2 separate regions of the Ovis aries genome follow, and region 2 is linked to region 1. A link is a contact called in public Hi-C data. All regions are on one chromosome and are shown on one strand. Each heading gives the region's core, a stretch centred on a gene start, on an enhancer-like site or on the middle of the called end of the contact. The rest is flanking DNA. Distances are from core to core; before and after follow the strand shown. Region 1 has its middle 65 kb from the start of GEM. Region 2 has its middle 64 kb from the start of PDP1.

What was found. A called contact is a pair of places that touch in the nucleus more often than the background predicts.
Region 2: a contact with region 1 is called in a Hi-C map of tail adipose tissue, with 9 times the contacts expected there. The contact joins two enhancer-like sites. A contact is called at or near these places in 8 of 16 Hi-C or Micro-C datasets (hypothalamus, liver, mesenteric adipose tissue and 4 more).

The regions. Positions count from the first base shown.
Region 1 is chr9:82,898,972-82,905,300 of ARS-UI_Ramb_v3.0, reverse strand. No RefSeq gene overlaps it. Among named protein-coding and RNA genes, the nearest start is that of GEM, 65 kb to the left of the region's middle. Within about 2 kb of position 4,085, at least 6 of the 54 cell types and tissues checked have an H3K27ac peak or open chromatin away from gene starts, as enhancers often do.
Region 2 is chr9:83,211,870-83,218,198 of ARS-UI_Ramb_v3.0, reverse strand. No RefSeq gene overlaps it. Among named protein-coding and RNA genes, the nearest start is that of PDP1, 64 kb to the left of the region's middle. Within about 2 kb of position 3,273, at least 17 of the 54 cell types and tissues checked have an H3K27ac peak or open chromatin away from gene starts, as enhancers often do.

The DNA.
Region 1 (6,329 bases), core at 2,836-5,335:
GTGCTGCGAGAAAGAATCCAGACATAAAAGAATAAATGCTCCATCTTTTCATTTATATAAAATTCTTGGAAAACGCAAACCAGTTTTGAGTGATAGAAGGTAGATCAGTGGTCACCTGAAGATGAGGCATTGGAAGAGGGGAAGGGATGGAGGGAGAACCCCTAAATGACATGAGGAAACCTTGGAAGGGATCATTTTGATGGTGGTAATGGTTCCATGGTTATATACATGTGTCAAACTCATCAAATTATACACTTTACACCTATGCAGTTTACTAAATATGGACTATACCTCAATAATTAACTCAGCAACAGTTAAAACAATGAATTCAACAATATACCTAGACAAAATGAGTGATTAACAGAATCTGGTAAGATTCATCAGGATAAAGAAAAAAAGTAAAAAATATACCAGGAATGAAAAAGATGATAGAACTATAAAGAAAGTAGATATCTAAAAATCATAAAATATACAACTTTATGCCAATATATTTGAAAATGACACTTTTAGAAAATTTTTATCTACTAAAACTGACATAAGGAGCATTTTTTCTGACCCTAAATAAACTTAACAACCCTTTAAGAAAGCATTTCAGGGTTTGAAAAATCTACCCCTCTTCAACACACACACACACACACACACACACACACACACACACACACACACACACACACACACACAAACACCAAACCTGAAGAGTTTCACCAGCAAGTTCTAGCAAATCCTCAAAGAACAGACAATCTCAGACTTATATTTCAGAGCATAGAAAAGACAAATTCTACAGTTAATTTAACAAACCTAATATGACCATTATACTTAAACAAACTAAGGAGAGCATGAAAAAGGGAAATGATGGGCTAATACCATTTATGAACATAAATGCAAAAGTCCTAATAAAATGCTTCTTAATACATTAGTATATTAAAAATTCTTCTTGGCTGAACTATGTTTATTCTAGGGATACAAATAAGGCTTAATATTAAAATTTTATTATTGTGCTCTACCTAATTAACAAAGCAAAAATAGTTATTAGTCTTCCAATAGTTGCAGAATATGCACTGATATAAATGAAAACCCATTCATAAGTTTTTTAAATCATAGAAAAATAAGAATAGAAATATCCTTAAGCTGAGAATAGGGATCAACCAGATTCTTATATCAAACATCCTACTTGATGGTAAATGTTAGGTCTATTCTCTTTAAAGTAGGAAATATGAAGAATGTCTGTTATTACTGATTCTATCCTCCATTGTACTGGGAGACATTGTAAAACAAGAAAAAGTAATATAAAGGCTACAAATGAATAACAAAACTGTCACTACCAGATGATATGTCCACAGACAAGCCAACAGAACTTATAGACCATTAGAGTTCAGCAAGATCAACAGGCCTGAAGCAATGACCTTTCCATGCACCGGTAACAAACAAGCAGCCAGAGCAATTTTTAATATGTTTTCCACAAAAAAATAAATACCACCTATAACAGGAACTGGGCTTCCCAGGTGGCACAGCAGTAGAGAATCCGCCTGCCAATGCAAGAGACGCAAGTTCAATCCCTGGGTCAGGAAGATCCTCTGGAGTAAGAAATGGCACCCCACTCCAGTATTCTTGCCTGGGAAATCCCACGGACAGAGGAGCCTGGTGGACTACAGTCCAAGGGGTCGCACAGAGTCAGACACAACTGAGCAACTAAGCATGCACGCATACCAAGGACTAAATCTATCATTTGTGTGCAATATTTCTGTGGAAAAGGCTATAAAACAATACCAAATGATACAAAACACAATTGAAGGATTAAATAAATGGAAACAGATTGATGATATTCATAGGTGGGGAGCCCCCATATCTTCAAGAGAGCAAGTCTTCCAAAATGAATCTAGGAAAGTTAGTGCAAACCCAATCAAAATACCAAGACTGTTCTCTGCATCTTGACAGCTAATTCAGAAATTTATAGGAAAAGAAAAGGGCCAGAAGTAGCCACAGCATTCTGAAGTACACATCTGAGTATTAAGCTGTAGTGATTAATAGCGCTTAGGACAAGGACAGCCAAGTATATCCATGAGCTATCACAGAAACAGAATCATAAATATAAAAACTTGATATTTTCAAAGACAGCACTAAAAATCATGGGGAAATTATCAACTAACATGTAAACAGTATTGGAATAAGCAGTGATCCTTAAGAGGGGAAAAAAGCCTAGACCCTGATTAAACAGCATATATAAAAACAAATTCCAGGTAGATTAAACGCTTCAAATGTGAAAAGGAAAATGTTAAAGCTTTTACACTAAAATATGGAAGAATATATTCATGACTTTCGGGTAAAGAAGGATTTTTTAACCAAAATACAAGAAGTCATAAGGAAAGATTGAATTTAAAAACCTCTGTACAACCGAATCACTTTGCTGAAACAGCTAAAACTAACACAACATTGTGATTTAACTATATTCCAATAAATTTAAAAATAAAATAAAAAATACTTATTGAGCTAAATGATGCAAAGTTAAAAAAAAAAAAAAGAAACCAAAAACCTCTGTACATCAAAGCATGTGCTAAGTCGCTTCAGTTGTGTCTGACTCTTTGCAACCCTATGGACTGTAGCCCACCAGGCTCCTCTGTCCACGGGATTCTCCAGGTAAGAATACTGGAGTGGGTTGCCATGCTCTCCTCCAGGGAATCTTCCTGAGCCAGGGACTGAACCCACATCTCCTGTGTCTCCTGCAGAGCAGATGCATTCTTTACCACTGAGCCACTCGGAAAGCTCACATCAAAGCATTCTAGTAACAAAATGACAATACAAACTACTTCAAAGAAGATAATTTGACATGCAACTGCACAAGATTAGTGTTCAGAATATGTTAAAGGTTCATAAAAACAAGTAAAACAGAAAGTTCAGTGTTTAAAGTGGACAATTATCAGCGGAAATAGTCAATTAAAATATGACCATATATTCAATTCCACCTGTAGTTAAATACAATTTCACTGAGATACAATTTCAATTCCACAGAGACTGGCAAAAACCACTTGGAGAGTAATTTTTCCATAAGGATGGAATAGCTTATAGCTGAGCAACTCCATCTTTTAGACAAAGTCTTGCTCAGGTATCTAAAGAGACATGAGCAAAAATAAGTTTGGGAGCTTGTTTATAGAGGGAAAAAAAATAGAAACAACCTACCTGTTCATCATAGGATAAACAACGAATAGTGATATGTTTACTCTATGAATATCACTCAGCAATTACAGTGAGAAACCAGAGCAACTTGTATCAGCATGGATAATTTTTTTTAAATATGTAGAGTAGGAGGAATAGATTGAAAGAATACTCACAGTGCTACAACACTTAAAGTTTTATAGCCCACAAAACAATACTTAAAAAAACTTTATGGAAAAATTCTGGATATCAATCATTTCTGAGAAGAGGAATGAGGTCAGAGCAGGGTTCACTGTATTTGTTGGATTTTGTTTCTCTTTTTAAAAATTCATTTCTATTTTTTAATGTAGATTTTATTTCTTAATGAAAAAACATCTAAAGAGACCCAGCAAAATGTTATGATAGTGAAAGCTGTGTGATATGTAGAGGTAGCTACTACTAAATTGTACTATATACCTTTTTTGTATGTTTAAAGTATTTCATAATTTTAAAAACAAAAAGGTGGTATAAACAGGTACCGGGGCAGAAGTAATGTTGAGGAAAAAGACCCAGGTGATCAGTCATTAAAGAATGAAGACACGTGAATGCACTCGTAACTAGGCAGGCTGGTGAAAGGAACAGGATGGGTTGAACAGAGAAGACTCAGATATCACATGGAATAGCACGTCTTTCACAGGGTCTAGTATGGAAAAAGGGGCAAGCAGCCGATTTATCGACAATAAATTTAAGTCCCATTATTTCACTCATAGGAGAGGTTTCCCCAGTCTGGGAACCATCAGAGTTATTTACACAGGTATAAGTTAATCAGCTCTGCCGGCTCAAGTAAAGAGATTTCTGTTGATCAAGATTTCTGCTCACAGCCATGGGGCATGGCAAACTGCAGTTGATGGCAAAGCACTCTGAAATCTCTGAGTCAGCGGTGAAGAAATACACCGTGGCAGTGCTGCCAGGAGGACACTGGATTCTGTTCTGGCTGCTGGGGATTCGTTCCAAGGGAGACACCCGGAATCATCTCTGAGACAGAAAGAACCTGATCCAATCTAATCATCAGAGCACTTCGTGTTCTGAGCAGAAGCAGATGAAGCTCTGAATCCCAGGAGAAGGGCTTATCTCCTTCAAAGAACACCCTCCTCTCCACTCTATCCCCACAATTCAAGTTTGGTATTGTCTAAAATCATCTTGCCAGGATATGTTTATGTTTCCAAGTTTCCATGGATTTTTATCTACATTATAAAAGTGTACTCCAAACATCAGTTACAGTTGCATTTTTTTTTTTTAATTTACTGAGATAGAAAATAATGCTGACCCATCCTGAAAACCTAAAACACGAAATGATCCCATCGGCACTTTAAGCAAAGTAGAAAATCCTGTGCTGTTTTATGGCAATTTTGTGTCCAGCTAGCAGTTCTCAGATCAGTTCAGTTCAGTTCAGTCTCTCAGTCGTGTCCGACTCTTTGCGACCCCATGAATTGCAGCACGCCAGGCCCCCCTACTTACAGCCCAAGAAACAACGGAATCATAGCATCTCAGATAAGAAGAAACTTATTTTACTCTCCAGAGAAAACAAGTAAACGTTCCTCCAAGATGTAAGAAATCTCAGAACCATTGACATTGTTTTACTGAAGATTTGGAAAAACTTAGGCACAAAACTAAGCCTAAGGTGTCAGCTCAAAAGAACAAAACATTCAACAAGGATTTGGGAATAAAAACAGATGTGGGCCATTTTTCAGAAAGACTGTATTTAAGTAGCTGCAAATTGGGGTTTCTTAATGTAATTAATAAAGAGTCTGAGTTATTAGAAAATGTTCAAAGATTGATGCAAAAAGAAGAAAACAGGGTCAGGGACAAGCATACAGAGGGAGGGAGACAGAGAGAAGAAACTGTCCCAGCCAAGAAGATATAACCAGGCTACCTACCAATATTAAAAAATTATAGTGATTTTCCAGAGTGATAAAATCTTTTCCATTTTTTCTTAAGACATTTGTATTACCATTAAAATGGACTAAATAGAGAATGAATAACTAAAAAACAATGTCAATGGCTATATGTAGCTTTATAAGCAAAAACTAAAATTAATGGAAAAGAGCAGAACACCAAAAACAAGTCAGTACAAATTTTAAGCAAAATGGGTGAGCTTTCCATTCATATGTCAAGATTTATTACAAAGTTATGTAAATTGAACAAACATAGTATTTATTCAGGGTTAAGCTAACAAACCAACAAAAAAGAATACAGAATGCAGAACTTCTCCATGCACGCTGGAAACTTCAGCTGTGACCTAGGTGACATGACATTCTGAGTGCACGCTCAGTCGCTCAGTTGTGTCCAACTTCTTTGCGACTCTACGGACGGCAGCCCTCCAGGCTTCCCTGTCCATAGGGTTCTCCAAGCAAGAACACTGGAGTGGGTTGCCATTTCTTCCTCTAAGGGATCTTCCAACCCAGAGATCGAACCCGGGTCTCCTGAGTCTCCTTCATTGGCAGGTGAATTCTTTTAACACTGAGCCACCTGGGAACCCCTTGCATTCTAGTTTCGAAGGGATAAATTTGTTCAACAAATATTATTAGGACAATTAATTATGCAATCAGGAAAAAACACATAGATTCCTATCTTACATCCCTTACAAAAATATATTACAGGCGAATTAAAGACCTACATGGAAATCATAAAACTTAAAACTTCAGGTGGGGATTTCCCTGGTGTCCAGTGGCAAAGACTCCACACTCCCAAGGCAGGGACCCAGGTTCAATCAGAGAACCAGATCTCACATGCAGCAACTAAGAGTTCTCCTGCCACAACTGAAGAACCCACACGCCACAACAAAGATCGGGGATCCCACATGATGCAACTGGGACCTGGCACAGTCAAATAAACAAATAAAAACTTCAGCAGAAATTATAGAATCTCTTGATGACTTCAGGACAAGAAAGAATTTCTTCAATAAAGGAACAAATAAGCAAACAAAATCACAAACTCTGAAAGAAAATACAAATTTGGCTACTTTAAAACTTAAGAATTATATAAATAAAGAAAAAAAGATTGCGAAGAAGTTACACTTGTAATGCAAACAACTGACAAAGGATTAGTGACCAACCAAAATATTAAATTAATATTAAATATAAGTAAAGTTAATGTTAAATAATTAAATCAACCTGAGTATTTTCAACCTTAAATATCAG
Region 2 (6,329 bases), core at 2,024-4,523, 310 kb before region 1:
AGAAAGAACTCATGTACATGCCTGCCAAATGTAGTCAGTGACATGCACATAAAAAAAGTCAGCCTTACACACACCCGCACACGTGCACACACACATAGACACACCCTCCAAAATCCAGGGGGGGTTTTATGTCAGGCAAGCCTGTGTCACCTTAGAAAAGTCACTTAATTTCACCGAGCTTTATTTACAATCTTGGAATAACAAGACTCCATCCATAGATTATTAGGAGTCTCAAGCAAGAAAAATGTATATAAAACACCTAATAAAATACATGAGAAGTGCTAAAAATATGATAGCAAATTAAAAGAGAAAATGTTGTGTGAATACAGTTCCAAGCAAGACAAGGCATATCTAGTGACAGCTAGAGAAGGCGATGGCACCCCACTCCAGCACTGTTGCCTGGAAAATCCCGAGGATGCAGGAGCCTGGGGGGCTGCAGTGCATGGGGTCGCTAAGAGTCAGACACTACTGAGCGACTTCACTTTCACTTTTCACTTTCATGCATTGGAGAAGGAAATGGCACCCCACTCCAGGACTGTTGCCTGGAGAATCCCGAGGATGCAGGAGCCTGGTGGGCTGCAGTGCATGGGGTCGTGAAGAGTTGGACAGGACTGAGCGACTTCACTTTCACTTTTCACTTTCATGCATTGGAGAAGGAAATGGCACCCCACTCCAGGACTGTTGCCTGGAGAATCCCGAGGACGGAGGAGCCTGGGGGGCTGCAGTGCGTGGGGTCCCTAAGGGTCGGACACGACTGAGTGACTTCACTTTCACTTTTCACTTTCATGCGTTGGAGAAGGAAATGGCAACCCACTCCAGTGTTCTTGCCTGGAGAATCCCAGGGACAGGGGAGCCTGGTGGGCTGCCATCTCTGGGGTCACACAGATTCGGACACGACTGAAGTAACTTAGCAGCAGCAGCAGCAGCGAAGTGGAATCAACATTTAAAACAACAGCAAAATGCCTTTCTTTTGCCTTCTTTATCATATTTGTGAGAAAAATCTGTTTATGTCTGTGGGTATAGACCACCATGAGAAAAAACTACAGTCTGCGTTCCCAGTCTCAATGACATGATAGGAAATCAGTACTATATACTTGGTGTTTATCATCTACCAGGCACTTTGCATACATGAAGTCATTTTACTTCCCCAGCAATCTCCCATTTTGCAGGTGTGGAAATTGAGGGTCAGAGGCATTGCCGTCTTCCCTGACACTAGGTCCCACAACCAGAATGTGCCAGACTTTGAACTCACACCCAGATGTGCCTGACTCCAAAGCCTGTGCTCTCTGCTGCAGGCCAAATCCCCTCTTTTGGAGGGCATACCTGTGTTTAGGTATGTGGTTTAGGTAATGTGGTTTCTGAAGGGAATTGTTTCAGGTTAAAAGTTATGGGATCTCGCCAGGGGCCTGCAGTGTCTCTTTAAGGACCACCCTAAGTCAGTGGCTTTTTTTTTTTTTTTTTTTTAAAGCAACTGATACATCAAAAGACATAAACCGGAGGGAAGCAGATCATTTCTTGGGAAGGGGATCATTCTTGGGCACAATTAATCAATATGGTTAGTTTATCACTGGAGATTGTACTTGAGAGAAAAACTAAGATGAGATCTTCCAGTAATCACCACCACCTCACTGTCCACTTATTTTTAACATTACTGGTCTATTTTAAAGACTTTCAAATTGCCTAAGGATCAACAGAGATGATCTCGGAGGGCCATATTGGCTCCAGAATTCGATTATCTCACAAGCTCTGCCATACTGGATTCCTTAAGAAAGGTGGAGATGCCCACGCACAGGACTCTGACAGCTCTCGTCTTGAGTTCAGGCTCATGCATATCTAAGAATGGAGAGTCTCTAAGACAGTTCAGGCTAAATGGCTTCTTCCAAGGAAGGAGAGGAATAAACATGTATTAAAGTTTGTTTTGTGCCAAGGAATAGACAAAGAATTTCCCCCTATCAGGGCTAAATTTGACCTTAATACAGTTTAAGAAAAATTCCATCTTCATCATTGGTATTTTTTTTTTAGTGGAAAAATAGAGCCTGAGGTGGGTAGATAGTCATTCATCTGTTTGTCAAAATACTTGAGTAGCTTGAGATGTGACATGCAGACAAAGCTTGGGAGAATTACAGAAAAGAGCTAGGTAAATAGCCAAGAGAACATTTCAGGGCTACAGCGAGATCTCCCAGACACACCTCAGAAAAGAAAGGAATATACAGCTATGCTGAGGGCGGAGGACAGCGTAAATGGGCTTTGTAGGGACACCAGAAAGGTGAGTAAAGCCAGGGGACAAGACACCAGCCAGGAGAGATGACCAAAGTAGTAGGTGTGATAATGACTATAGCTTTCCTACCAGGAGCCAGAACCACGAGCATCAGTCGACCTCTGTGGTATGAATAGGAAATCATGACATCGTTTGCAGCAACATGGATGCAACTAGAGATGATCACACTAAGGAAAGTAACTCAGAAAGGGAAAGACAAATATTATATAATATCACTTACATGCGGAATCTAAACTATGACACAAACGAACATATCTACAGAACAGAAGCAGACTCACGGACATAGAGAACAACTCGTGGTTGCCAAGGGGTGGAGGGTCGGCGGAGAGAAGTATTGGGAGTTTGGGATGAGCAGAGGCAACCCCTTATATATAGAGGTGGATAGATAACCAGATCCTATTGCACAGCATAAGGAATCTATTCAATATCCTGTTAAAAATCATAAAGGAAAAGAAGATGAAAAAGAATATACATGTGTAACTGAGTAGCTTTGCTTTACGGCAGAAATTAACACAACAGTGTAAATCAACTATACATTAAATTTATTTTTTTAAAAAAGAAAGAATGGCATAAACAATTTCCTTCCTGAATACTATGAACAAACACAAAATTACCGTCCGGCAGTGCAAGGGTTAGTCACACAAAGCTTAATCCTACAATTAACACTGAAGTCAAAAGCTGAAGGAAATTAGAAGAGCATCAGTCAGAGCCCCTGGGACGCTGAGAGGGCTCTGGAGAGGCGGCGACAGTTGCCGGCAACAGTCAACAGATGGAGCTGGGGGGCTGCAAACCCCGAGGATTGCAGCGGGGAGCGGCGGGGCGTGTGCGCAGAGGCCCGGCTCCCCGCGGTGGCAATCACACTTCATCAGACGTACACACACCCCTCCCATCCTGCTAACGCGGCCGGAGGACTACGATCGGGGCCCAAGTGGAGCGTGGGCAGCTGCCTGCACAGGGATGTGCGTGGGTCCTACGTGGGCACTGACGCAGCCCCAGGACAAAGCGGCCCTTTTGCTATCTTCAGGCCGGAGGATGTGTGTCATAGAGACCCAGAGGCTGCATGCACCTCACGGGGAACAGGCTTTGGACACAGCAGGAGTCTGTCTCTCATTTTATTTCATTTACTTACTTGTGTACCTCTCACTTAGGAACAATCTGGTCTGTCCAGAACCGGCGTTTTCTCAAAGAAAATGTTTCTGTCCGTAAATGGAAAGAAAATTCAGCTAGAAATGTCCCCACTGTGGTGCCCGACATAACCAGCACGAACTGGTGCCCCAGAGACCAGCCTAAAATCTGGGGGCAGGCTTCGGTGGGAGAGGAGGACAGCCGCTCTGGGCTCCTGAGTGGTTCCCTGGGCCGCACGGGGGGTTAAGCTCTGTGAAGCTGGGAACCCAGTCTGTCTGATCTGACTTATGGTTTTAGCTGCTCTAGCCCTGACATTGTGCCTGGCACACAGTGTGTGTGCAATATCTGACTCTGGGCCGCATTAATCAAATAAATGAAGCTTTCAGCATACAGATCTATACTTAAATCCTGACTCTTAAATCCTGTCAGGGACAATGTTCTGGGCAAGATATTTGACCTCCTCTTGGCCTCTTGGCCATCTTCAGAAATAATGTGCTGTGTTTGTCACTATATTCACAGTGTCTGAAAAAAGATAGCTGCTGGATAAATCTTTTGTGGAAATGAGACCCTGCACCTCAGTTTACTCATCTGTAGAAGAAGTACCATGATATCTACCCAGAAGGATTAACTCTTATGAAGATTAAACGAGGTGATGTATTTAAAGTTCCTGGCACATAAGAAGTGCTGAATAAAGATATGGTAACTTAACAGTTTTTGTTGGCAAACATCTCCACTGCCCTCTGTTACCTTATTCCAGGTAACCCTCAAATGTGAATCTGTCTGCATTCTACCTGTCTTTTCCTACACACCCTCAAACATCTTCGTTTGCACTTAGAGCCATTCGAGGGGTGTCCTGACGGGGAAACCCTGACTAGCGATCATTAGCCACTTCCACACATCATCCACTTCTGCACACAGCTGAAGAACGGCCACTAGCAACCCGAGACAGAGCAAGCAGCCAGTGCTCAACTGCAAAGCAGCTGGCTTCCTGGGAGGCAGGCCCATTCCCAACCATCTCTTTAGCCCAGATGGGGCCCAGAGGGAGAATGCTACAGTCTAGACTCAACCTCTGGAAAGAGCCACAGTGCTAAGTCTCAGGCGCCTCCCTGGTTGGAAAGATGCTCCCAAAACTGATCCTGGCCACAGCCTCCTTGAATTTTACTTGGGAAAGCTGCTAATGGGGGTTTTCCACCTCAGAATTGGAAATCATATATTCACATCTATAGGGGATATATGATTCTAGAAGCTTCATGGAAGGTCAAAACCTCAGGACCATCTAGAAGCTTCCAAAAGGCAGACATCTGCAACTCTAGATGAGAGAAGACCATTTTTCCCCCCAAGGTGCTTAAAAGCAGCTTGGCTTGGAGACTTCTTGAAGAGCCAGTGAATTCTGTGTTTCTGTAAGAAGATGGCACAGAGAAAACCCAACAGCAACATGCCTCCTTGAAGATTGTTCTTCTGGTTGGATGGGATTGAATGAGAAGCGTCTTTTAGGAAAGAGAGAATCTGGATGACCCTGTATTTGTATAATATGATCGTTCTTATCAATTTTATATTTGTATTGCCTACAACTCTGTCAATCAAGTAGACCAGACGCTTTAAAATTCCACATTACACATGGAAAAACTGATATTTAAAAGGTCCAGCTGATTTTCCAGACTTGCATTTAGTTAATAGGCAGACCTGAAATTTGTTTCCATCTACAATGCTTCTGAATGAACTATACAGCCTACCAGCTCCCAGCTATACTTGGAAGACGGTGACTATCAGGATGATGTCTGTCCTCTCCCCCCATAACAGAAACACATAGATTGCTGTGGTTCAGACCTTTCTTATAATGAAATGTCTTTTCCAAATGTTTTCAGAAACACTCAGAAAGTACAGCTTATATAAGTTATATTTGAATCTATTCCCTTTCAACTTCTAATAATTAGTTTCAAATATACAACCATTATTTGCCCTGAATTTGTCTTCTGAAATATATATGAAGAAATGTCACCTTGGAAAATAATTTCCTCTTAAAAAATATCTGAAAAGTTGTCCCCTTTGAAACAATTTGAAACAATTTGGCCCAAGAATGAGTTTTTGGATGGATGAGGGGCACTTCCTCTCCTAAAATACATTTCTTAAAATTGATACACATTTACTTACTTGTCAGTTTTGATGTACACTTGATGAATTTGCTTTGACTGACTTGATTATTTGATTGGTTTATCATCTGGTTAATTTGCAAAGTGAGGTTATAATCACATATTTCTATTTAGAAATAATGTCTCTCAGTGTCAGCTTCTTCGCTCTTGTTTCTTAAGCATTTTTTAAAAAGATTTATTTATTTATTTTTAGTTGCACTGGGTCTTTATGGCTGCACACGAGCTTTCTTCAGTTGCAAAACTGGCAATACCACAGTCTCTACTGTTGGAACAAGAGTATTTGAGAGGCAGCAGTGGATATCTGGAAGGTTTATGGGCTTTGGAATTAGACCTAACTTTGACACCAAACGATTCATTCGAAAAAATCATCCTATCCTGTATGCCCAGCATTGCTATCTCATTTCAGTTCAGTTCAGTTCAGTCGCTCAGTCACGTCCGACTCTTTGCGACCCCATGAACTGCAGCACACCAGGCCTCCCTGACCATCACCAACTCCCGGAGTCCACCCAAACCCATGTCCATTGTGTCGGTGATGCCATCCAACCATTTCATCCTCTGTCATTCCCTTCTCCTCCAGCCCTCAATCTTTCCCAGCATCAGGGTCTTTTCCAATGAGTCAGCTCTCCACATTAGGTGGCCAAAGTATTGGAGTTTCAGCTTCAACATCAGTACTTCCAATGAACACCCAGGACTGATCTCCTTTAGGATGGACTGGTTGGATCTCCTTGCAGTCCAAGGACCTCTCAAGAGTCTTCTCCAACACCACAGTTCAAAAG